2 separate regions of the Mus musculus genome follow, and region 1 is linked to region 2. The links are chromatin contacts, called in public HiChIP or PLAC-seq maps. All regions are on one chromosome and are shown on one strand. The core of a region is the stretch at or near the end of the contact, and the rest is flanking DNA. Distances in the headings are between cores, read along the strand shown.

Evidence for each region. HiChIP or PLAC-seq counts read pairs in DNA pulled down with a chosen protein or histone mark.
Region 1: a FOXA1 HiChIP or PLAC-seq map of pancreatic cancer cells shows a contact between it and region 2. The contact joins the promoter of G930009F23Rik here to the enhancer-like site in region 2. A contact is called at or near these places in 3 of 484 Hi-C or Micro-C datasets (the HL-1 cell line, bone marrow-derived macrophages and rod photoreceptor) and 10 of 115 datasets of contacts at active chromatin or transcription factors (the HPC-7 cell line, bone marrow-derived macrophages, double positive thymocytes and 6 more).

The regions. Positions count from the first base shown.
Region 1 is chr15:38,452,789-38,457,150 of GRCm38.p6, forward strand. G930009F23Rik (a long non-coding RNA gene) reads right to left here and starts at 2,720. Exons shown (of 6, transcript XR_875184.1): 1 at 2,315-2,720; 2 at 1,983-2,027; 3 at 371-615.
Region 2 is chr15:38,322,043-38,326,001 of GRCm38.p6, forward strand. All of the region lies in intron 1 of Gm35248 (a long non-coding RNA gene), which reads left to right. Among named protein-coding and RNA genes, the nearest start is that of Klf10, 23 kb to the left of the region's middle. Within about 2 kb of position 2,074, at least 34 of the 459 cell types and tissues checked have an H3K27ac peak or open chromatin away from gene starts, as enhancers often do. A contact at or near this core is called in pancreatic cancer cells, where this site is marked.

The DNA of each region.
Region 1 (4,362 bases), core at 1,470-3,969, 130 kb after region 2:
CTCTCTCTCTGAACCCACAACCCTCCACAGCTACACAAACCACCAGTCACCCAGCTAATCTCCCTACATTGGCACTTCAGCCTGGCAGCGCCCTCCCCTCGGGGGTGGGGGTGGGGTGGGGTTTCCATGACCTCAGCGCCAGAGAATGTGGGGGATGGGCGGAACAGCTGGGCCCGAAGGGAAGGTCAGAGCAAGGCTTTGGAATTACTGGGCCACTGGAGATGTGGCTTAGTGTCACTAACCTCGCAGGTGGCAAGGCTGGCCCACCATGTCCGAGGGAGCCAGGCACCTGTGATCAGGCCTGGTGTACTAGGACATGTAGCCGGGCCTCTCCTGTGATGATTGTCAACTGGGTCATTTCTTGGCTCACCTAGTCCTCTCTTCTGACTTGTTTGAAGGTGTTTTGCAGGCTCCCTGTTGCAGCTGCGGGGCCAGCCTGCTCTGTCCACGGAGATGCTGCTCTGAGAGGAAGTATGGGGTCTCCCGAGGCCCCAAGTGGCAGCTCTGGGGCCAGCTTCAGAGGCTTGCAGGCCCTAGGGTCTGCCCAACAGCTGCTTCATCTCACTCCTTTGCCTACCCCGTCTCAGATGGATTCAAGAACAGACCTAAGGTGACCTGTTGGAGCAAACAGAAATACAGTGTAGCTGACTAAATTTGAGCATCAGAGAAATAATTTTTTTTAGTATCAGTACACACCTCATGAAATATTTGAGACATATGTTTAAAAGGGGGTTGGTGCTTATCAAGAATTCAAATTTAATAGGATGGCTGGAAATTCAGGCAGGACCTCATTTTATTTTCAAATTCTATAAATGCCCCTCTTCTCTGCTTATTTGTGGGGAGACACTTAGGAATAAGCCTACAATACACATTAATATTCTTCTGTTATTATGAAATTAATCCAGTTTTAAAGCTCTGGAACATTATTGATTTTTGGAAACATTTCTGCAACTTTTTATTAACTTCATATTTCATAGTTTATAATAAAGACTTCCAGCGGATAATTTCTTTTTCCTTCTCTTTCTTATTTCTGTATGTTGTTGTGGACTGTACTGCTGGCGGATAGAAAGGCATTCTAGTCTTACCTGACTGTGAATCAGGCTGAAGGGAATGATGCTAGCTATGTTGCCAGGCAAGGTCTGAGCTTCTGGGCTCATGAAGCCCTCATGCCCTATAACCCAAACAGAACTGGGAATGCTTGCCACCACACCTGGCCCTTTATTGCTGTTTCCTGCCCTCCTCAGTAGGGGATACACACACAGGAGGAAGGAAAGACAGACATGTGCTACTACAAACCCCAACCTCAAGATGCTAACATGCACCCTGCTTCCTTTGGAAAGTCAAGCACTAGGGTGAGTCCAGCACTCCCTGGAATGACAGATGTCCCTGGTATAAACAGAGTCATGACAGCTTGCTCTGTTCTTTGCATAGTAAGGCTCGAAACTCAACTCTACAGACCAGGGTCCCAGGTCTCTGTCTCTGGACATGTCAAGAGCCTGAACCACATTCTCAATGCAGCTCAGCTAGAAAGCCTACTCTCTCAGCCACATGGCCTCTCCTAGGTCTTCAGGGAAGAGGCTTGGGGACAGCCTGGCCCTGTGTGTAGTGGCTCCCTGGCAAGGGACCATCGAGAGACCCTCCCTGCCCTTGCAGGGAGACATCTGTGAATACCCAGCAGGGTCAGAAGTTCAGGAGCCACCCCTTTGATGTAGCCTCTCCTCAGCCACCTACGCAGACAGAGACTCCAGACTGGACTCCCACCCCCACCCCTCTGGTGCCTTCTCTCCTCCTCCTTTCAGGGCTCTCAAGCACTTGGACAGAGTGCCTTGGTTTAGGGGTGCACAGTGGACATTCCAGTCAGGGGCAGCAGGGCAGCAGCTTACAGCTCTCACTCCTGTCAATGAATAGTGGCCAGGAGGGTTCTGGCTCCACCTCTCATTTCCTCTGTCCATGAACTGTTGATTCATATGTGTCTCTCCCACCTGTTAGGTTAAGTTCCTGGTCCTCCTGGTCCTCAGTCTTCTCATCTGTGGAAGGGGCAAGAGAAGGATTAAAAAAGGCAATACAGGAGATTAGAAACTGGGTCAGTGACATAGCTCAGAGAGTACAGGTGATTGCTGCCAAGACCAGCTGCCTGCGTTTGAGCCTTGAAATGGATGATGGAGGAAGAGAAGCAACCCCACACACGTACCACACAAGAATAGCCAATAAGTAATAAAGGCAGAACATTGTCTGGCTTATAGAACATGCTTATTGAATGTGAGGTGCTGCATGGACAGCACAAGGAAGAGACAAGACGAAGCTGCTGTCTCACCCCACTCCGGCTCAGGGACTCTTTGGGAAGAAACCTGCAAGTCCTTGTGCAGTGGATTTCTGATGCCTTGTTTGGATGAGTCGTTGGAATGCTCTTCCTGCTCTGGGGGAAAGCCCACAGTACTTTCCATGCCTCCTCAAGGTAGGAAGGAGTCAGACACAAAATTCCTAGCTAGTGAGACAGCGAGGAGCGGGCATGTGACCTGGTTTCACCAATCAGAGGTGTTCACAGAAGACCTTGTCAGAAACTGAAGTGTCCTGGGGGCGACACTCTGCTCCACACCAGCCTAAGCTTCCCTAGAGAAGGTACTATGTTCACCCCTAAAATGGCATACTGGGATCTAACCCTCAGCACCCCAGAAGGCACCCTTCAGGGAAACAGTCCTGTGAATGATCAGATTAGGATGAGGCCCTAGCAGGTGCTTTGATGCAATGGCCTCCTCCTCCTCCCCCCTCCTCCTTTTTGTGTTTTTGAGACAGGGTTTTTCTGTGTAGCCCTGGCTGTCCTGGAACTCACACTGTAGACCAGGCTGGTCTCAAACTCAGAAACCTGCTAGCCTCTGCCTTCGAAGTGCTGGGATTAGAGGCATGCACCACCACTGACCTTGTCCTTCTAAAAAAGAAAAATTCAGCAGGTACGGTGGTGCACACCTTTTATCCCAGCACTCAGTGGGCAGAGGTAGTCAGATCTCCAAGTTTGAGTCCAGTCTGGTCTACAGAGTGAGTGAGTTCCAGGAGAGCCAAGGCTACACAGAGAAACCTTATCTCATAAAACAAAACAAAAACATGAGGGAGAGAGAGAGAGAGAGAGAGAGAGAGAGAGAGAGAGAGAGAGAGAGAGAGTGGGAGAAAGGGAGAAAGGGAGAAAGAGACAAAGAAAGAGAGAGAAAGGGAAAAGAAAAGAAACATTGTGGCAATAGACACATTGTGAAGTAGAGCCAAGGTCAGGTGATGCTTCCACAAGCCCAGAAGCTCCAAACCCTAAAGCATCCAGAACTGAGAAAGGTACTGAACAGATCTTCCCAAACAGCCCTCAGCAGCAAACGACCCTGCAAGCTACTGCCCACAGGACTGCTGGCTGGCCCAGACTGAGGACTTGTGAGAGGCGCCATAGCTGACCCGTACAGGGAGAAACTTCATCCTGTCTACTGTAAGCCCCAGGGGTTGGCTGTTGAAGGTTTTGTCTATTGGCCCATAGCTGGTGCCCAAGAAAGCTTTATACTGGGGCTGGAGAGATGGCTCTGCAGTTAGAAACAATGGTTGCTCTTCCAGAGGCCTCAGGTTCAATTCCCAGCACCCACTCGGCAGTTTACAACCATCTGTAACTCCAGTTCCAGTGGATCTGACGCCTTCTTCTGACTTCTGCAGGCACCGGGCACACACATAATGTGGTCATATATGCAGACAAAACACCCATACACATAAAAATAAATAAGATTTTAAAAAGAAAGGTCTGTTCAATAACTAGATGTCTTTGCAGTTCATACAGCCAGATGTGCTGGAGAGACTGAGGCTCCATGCTCAAAGAACCTGTCTCAGTTGAGGTCCAGGGAGGGACTATGTTAGCTACTCCTGAGGTACATTATCAGGGCCTCAGAAACTGTGTAACAAGACTCAAGGATCAGAGCTGTGTGGCAGGTGGCTCTGGTGCTTGGCTGCCTGTTCTTGTGGCTTTGAGACCGAACTATGAACTGAGGAGTCACAAGATACCTTGTTCCAACTCTTTCTCCTGAAAGCACAAACCACACAAGGTCCACAGAAGGTTTTGTAACCTCCTGACTGGTCTGTTCCCTTGGTCACCAGAGGAGCATTACTGAGAGCGCAGACTCTTACTCTGTGTTCACAGCCTACTTCTCTGGGTCCTAGTTTAATTTCTCTATGACAATGGTATAAAGCAGGAGAGAAGGCTGATTTAGGGGTAGTTTGATTAGAGATCTTCTCTCATTTGGACTCTGAGTATGCATGGGTGCCCATATGAGTGAAAGACAGAGACAGACAGACAGACAAAGGGAGACGAGACGGGAGTAGACAATTGAAAGTGTAGTCCAG
Region 2 (3,959 bases), core at 824-3,323:
AGGTCAAAATCGGGTTTCTAAACTCCACTGTTGGGTCTCGGCTGGAAGCTTCCTCTTTGGAGCTCACAGCTACTCCCAAATCTCCCAAGCCTCAATGAGAGTTGCTGAGCCTAGGAGACCGTAAACTTGAGACATACAGATATAGACAGACCCCTCCTACAAATCCAGAGGTCATTGATCTGGGTGGGAAACCTGGCAGGTCAGTACTATTCTTGTGACTCCTCAGGGGTCTTGATACTGGATCACATATGGAGCCAATGGGATAGGTGGTTGGAGGCCCTTTATGTTGGACCTCTACCAAGAACAGACTCTTGCTACTCTGGACTCAGTGATCAAACTGCTTACACATGGTATGTATCCCTGGAACACTGAGGCTGGCAGTTGTCTTTCAGTCATTTGGCAAGTAAATGTGTAGTGTGCTGTGTCCCTGGACTGTACCTAGGATTGGGCCCTCCCCACAGAGCAGACGCCTGCTTCCAGGAGCTTACTGTCTGGTGAAGGTGTGTCAGGCCCCTTCACTGTACCCAGCCTCCTCCATTTCTTTCAGTGTCAAGAGAGCTGAGCTCCCTAGACCACTAGTCTCTTTCACCGCAAGTTTGCCGTCTGTGCTGCGTAGTTTTTGTGTCAACTTGACACAGGCTAGAGTAATTTTGGAAGAGGGAACCACAGTTCAGGAAAATGCCTTCACCTGGCCTGTGGTCCATTTTCTTGATTGTTGATTCATGTGGGTGGGCCCAGTCCACAAGGGGTGGGGCCACCTCTGGGCTGGTCCCAGATGCTAGAAGAGAACGGGCTGAATAAGCCGTGCAGAGGAAGCCAGTAAGCGGCACCCTCCATGGCCTCCACATCACTTCCTGCCCTGACTCCCTTCCATGATGGTCTGTGATGTGGAAGTGAGATGAATCCTTTCCTTCCCAGGTTTCTCGTGGTCGTGGTATCTTACCATAGCACTAGAGAGCAAAGTGAGACACCCATTTCTAGATACACTCTCTGCCTGGTTTGCCCTTACACCCAGTCAGTTACCCACACCTTTTGTCTTAGTTCATACTCAGTAGTAAACTGTTCAATACATGTATTTCTTAACTCATCAAACGTATCCAGAGTGCTTTCTATTTGCCAGGCTTGGTTGTCATCACCAGGGCTTTGAAGAAGGTAAGGCAGGTAGGAGTCCGAGGTACAAAAGTTACGGAGACATTTGCGCCAAGGATCATGCAGTACTGTCACAGGGCCAGCCACGGGTCCTCCCCAACTTGAGCACCCTAGGGATTTGAAGGATGTAAATCTCTCTGTTTGCCTGTGATCTTCCTTCCCAGCTGGGTGACACAGCCGGACTCGATTCTGTCCCTTCCTCTTTGCTGTGTCACACTCACAAGCATTCTGCCTCGTCTGGTGTTTTTTCATAAGTGTGCCCCTGCCCAGCTGCCTGGGAATCCCCGGGCACTTTTTAAATGCAGCCTTCCTAGTCCCACCTAGTAAGTTCACTTCTGGGAAAATGGAATTCAATGGCAGCTATCACTGACAAAGTTTTTTTAGGGAGGGAGGGGGGACATGGAGCAGAGCCGCAGACACTGCTAACTCTGACCAATAAGGGAAGAAGAAGATAGGGGCAAGAAAGGCCTTCCCATGAGAGGACTGGAAGAGTAGACACTGAAGGGGCTGTCTTCAGGGGCACGTGTTTATCGCTGTAGGAAAGTGACTGGCACCTTCGCTGGGCCTGTCGCTGGGCTTTCTTAGCCCTCCCCAGGTCGTCTGCACTGCTTGCTCAGGGAGCTGTAGGTGGTACTGTCAATAGCCTTACAGAGGGGTGCAGGTCTCTGTGGAGTGAGTGGTTAGATGGGTGTGTCTAAGGGCAAATGAGGCCCGTGGGAGGGCCTCTACACCTGCTCAGCTTGGCCTCCAAGGCAGGTACCTGACATTTTCACTTGCTTCATATGGTACCCCGCAAAGATGCCCACATACTTTGGGGTGTCAGATGCATGCTCTTTAGTGGTGATCACCACGGAATGGGACGAATCAATTGTGTGAGTCACCAGTAAGCCCGGTTTTCAGGGTGGAGCATACCTCTGATTTCCCAACTCCTCATTCCCTTGGCAGCGTGAGCGTGAGAGCCGTCTGGCTGGCCCTCCACGCCCAGCAACTCACCGGAGAGCTCGAGGTGGGTGCACAGCTGCTTTCTCAGCTTGCTCTGAAAGTCTGGTAAGAGTTGTGACAGCAAGACAGAGGACAGAAAACTCAAAGCCTGGCCTAGGAGGTAATGTGGGGTAGCCTCAACACCTAGGTCCTGTGTAGCTTCGGCAGCTCAGTCCCTGTCTCAGTGTCTCTACACAGCACACTATTGAGGGAGGACTTCCTCAGCAGGTTGATCAAGCTGAGTTAATTATAACTTGTTCTGTTGTGAGCGCAGAAGGCTGCCATCTTCCCTATGTACCAGTATCACCTGTTGATCTTGTTAAAACAGATGCCCACCCTGTGCCCTTAAGAAAGGGAGATGACAGACCCAGAGTGTTATCAGCTTGTAACTTGTCCATCTCTCCTGTCTGTGCCTCAGGCCCACCTCAGATGGTATTTCTACCCACACTGGGCCCAGCCCTTCAAGAGCGAGCCTCAGCGTCCCTGGCTCCTTCTCCAACCCTGCCCTTCCTCCAGGGCCTTCACCACCACTGCACCAAATCCCATTCCTATGAGTATCCAACAGGACTGTGCGGCTCTGAACCCCAACTGACCGGGCAAGAAGTGTGCCCCGGGCCTTAACCAGAGCAACTCATGGGAGCTTGATTTCCACTTGAATCAAAAGAAATGGTCACAGACACACACCTCAGGCTGAGGCAGGAGGGTTGCTGTGAGTTTAAGGCAGTCTGAATAATATTGTGAGTTCCAAGCAAGCCTGGATTGCAGACTAAGCATACAAAACAAACAAAAAACAGCAACACAAAAAACCCCAAAACAACAACAAAAAAACCCAAACAACAACAACAAAAATTTAAGAAAGAAAGGGATGTGGGGGGAGTTAGGGAGAAGAAAAAAGGCCACGGTTCACCACGTCTTCTGATGGCAGATCCAGCAATCTGGGCATACACAGTAAAAGTCACCCTTTCCTTTGGTAAGCCAGGTCCTACACACAGCCACGACCTGCACAACTGTGAGTGGCAGCCGTCCGTACCTATGCTTCCTACCCAGCGCATTCAGCCTTCTTACCGTAGGTACCCGGCCTGCAACTTCCTCTTAGTAAGGTCAAGGACAGACCAGTTGTAAGTCGTAAAGCATCAAGATCTTCCAGGGAGGGATTGGAGTTCTTTGGCTCTGTGTGCATTTTTTGCCCTGCCCCAGAGCGATGGGCAGCCAGGCTTTTCTGCCCACCGTGTGAACAGGCTCTGCTGGGGTACCTCTTCGCTGCTTTTGTTATATTGTTACTATGTATTTTACAGCTCTGCCTACTAGACCGCCGACACATTTAGAGCAGAGTCCCTCATTTGGTCATCTTTGGAGTGGCAGTGACCAGCACCACACCTGGCACGGAGAGTAGGCAGTAAATATTTGGAAAATGACTGAAAGAAGCCATGGAGAGCTCACGTCTGGTTTGGTGTGTATGTGTGTGTGTGTGTGTGTGTGTGTGTGTGTGTTTATCACACTGAATGCTAGTGACCACCCTGGATGAGCTTGGTCTGAGGTGCCCTGGTCCCTGGTGGTTATCATCTGGTTACAAAATATGTTAAGGATGATGAACATGTCACACAGGAGCCCCCCCCCCCACTTGCCTTGACCTGTCTCAAGCTCAGAGAGTCACTCACCAACTAAGAGTTGCCATATCACATGGAGTCACTGTCCACCTTGGGGTAGCCTCTAAGAACCTCCTGTCCTAGGCTCACGAAAGCATCATCAGTATGAGTCTATGGGCAAATCCTTACCAGAGAAAACCAATATTTACAGTGGAAACTGACTGGTAAATACTTGATATCAAG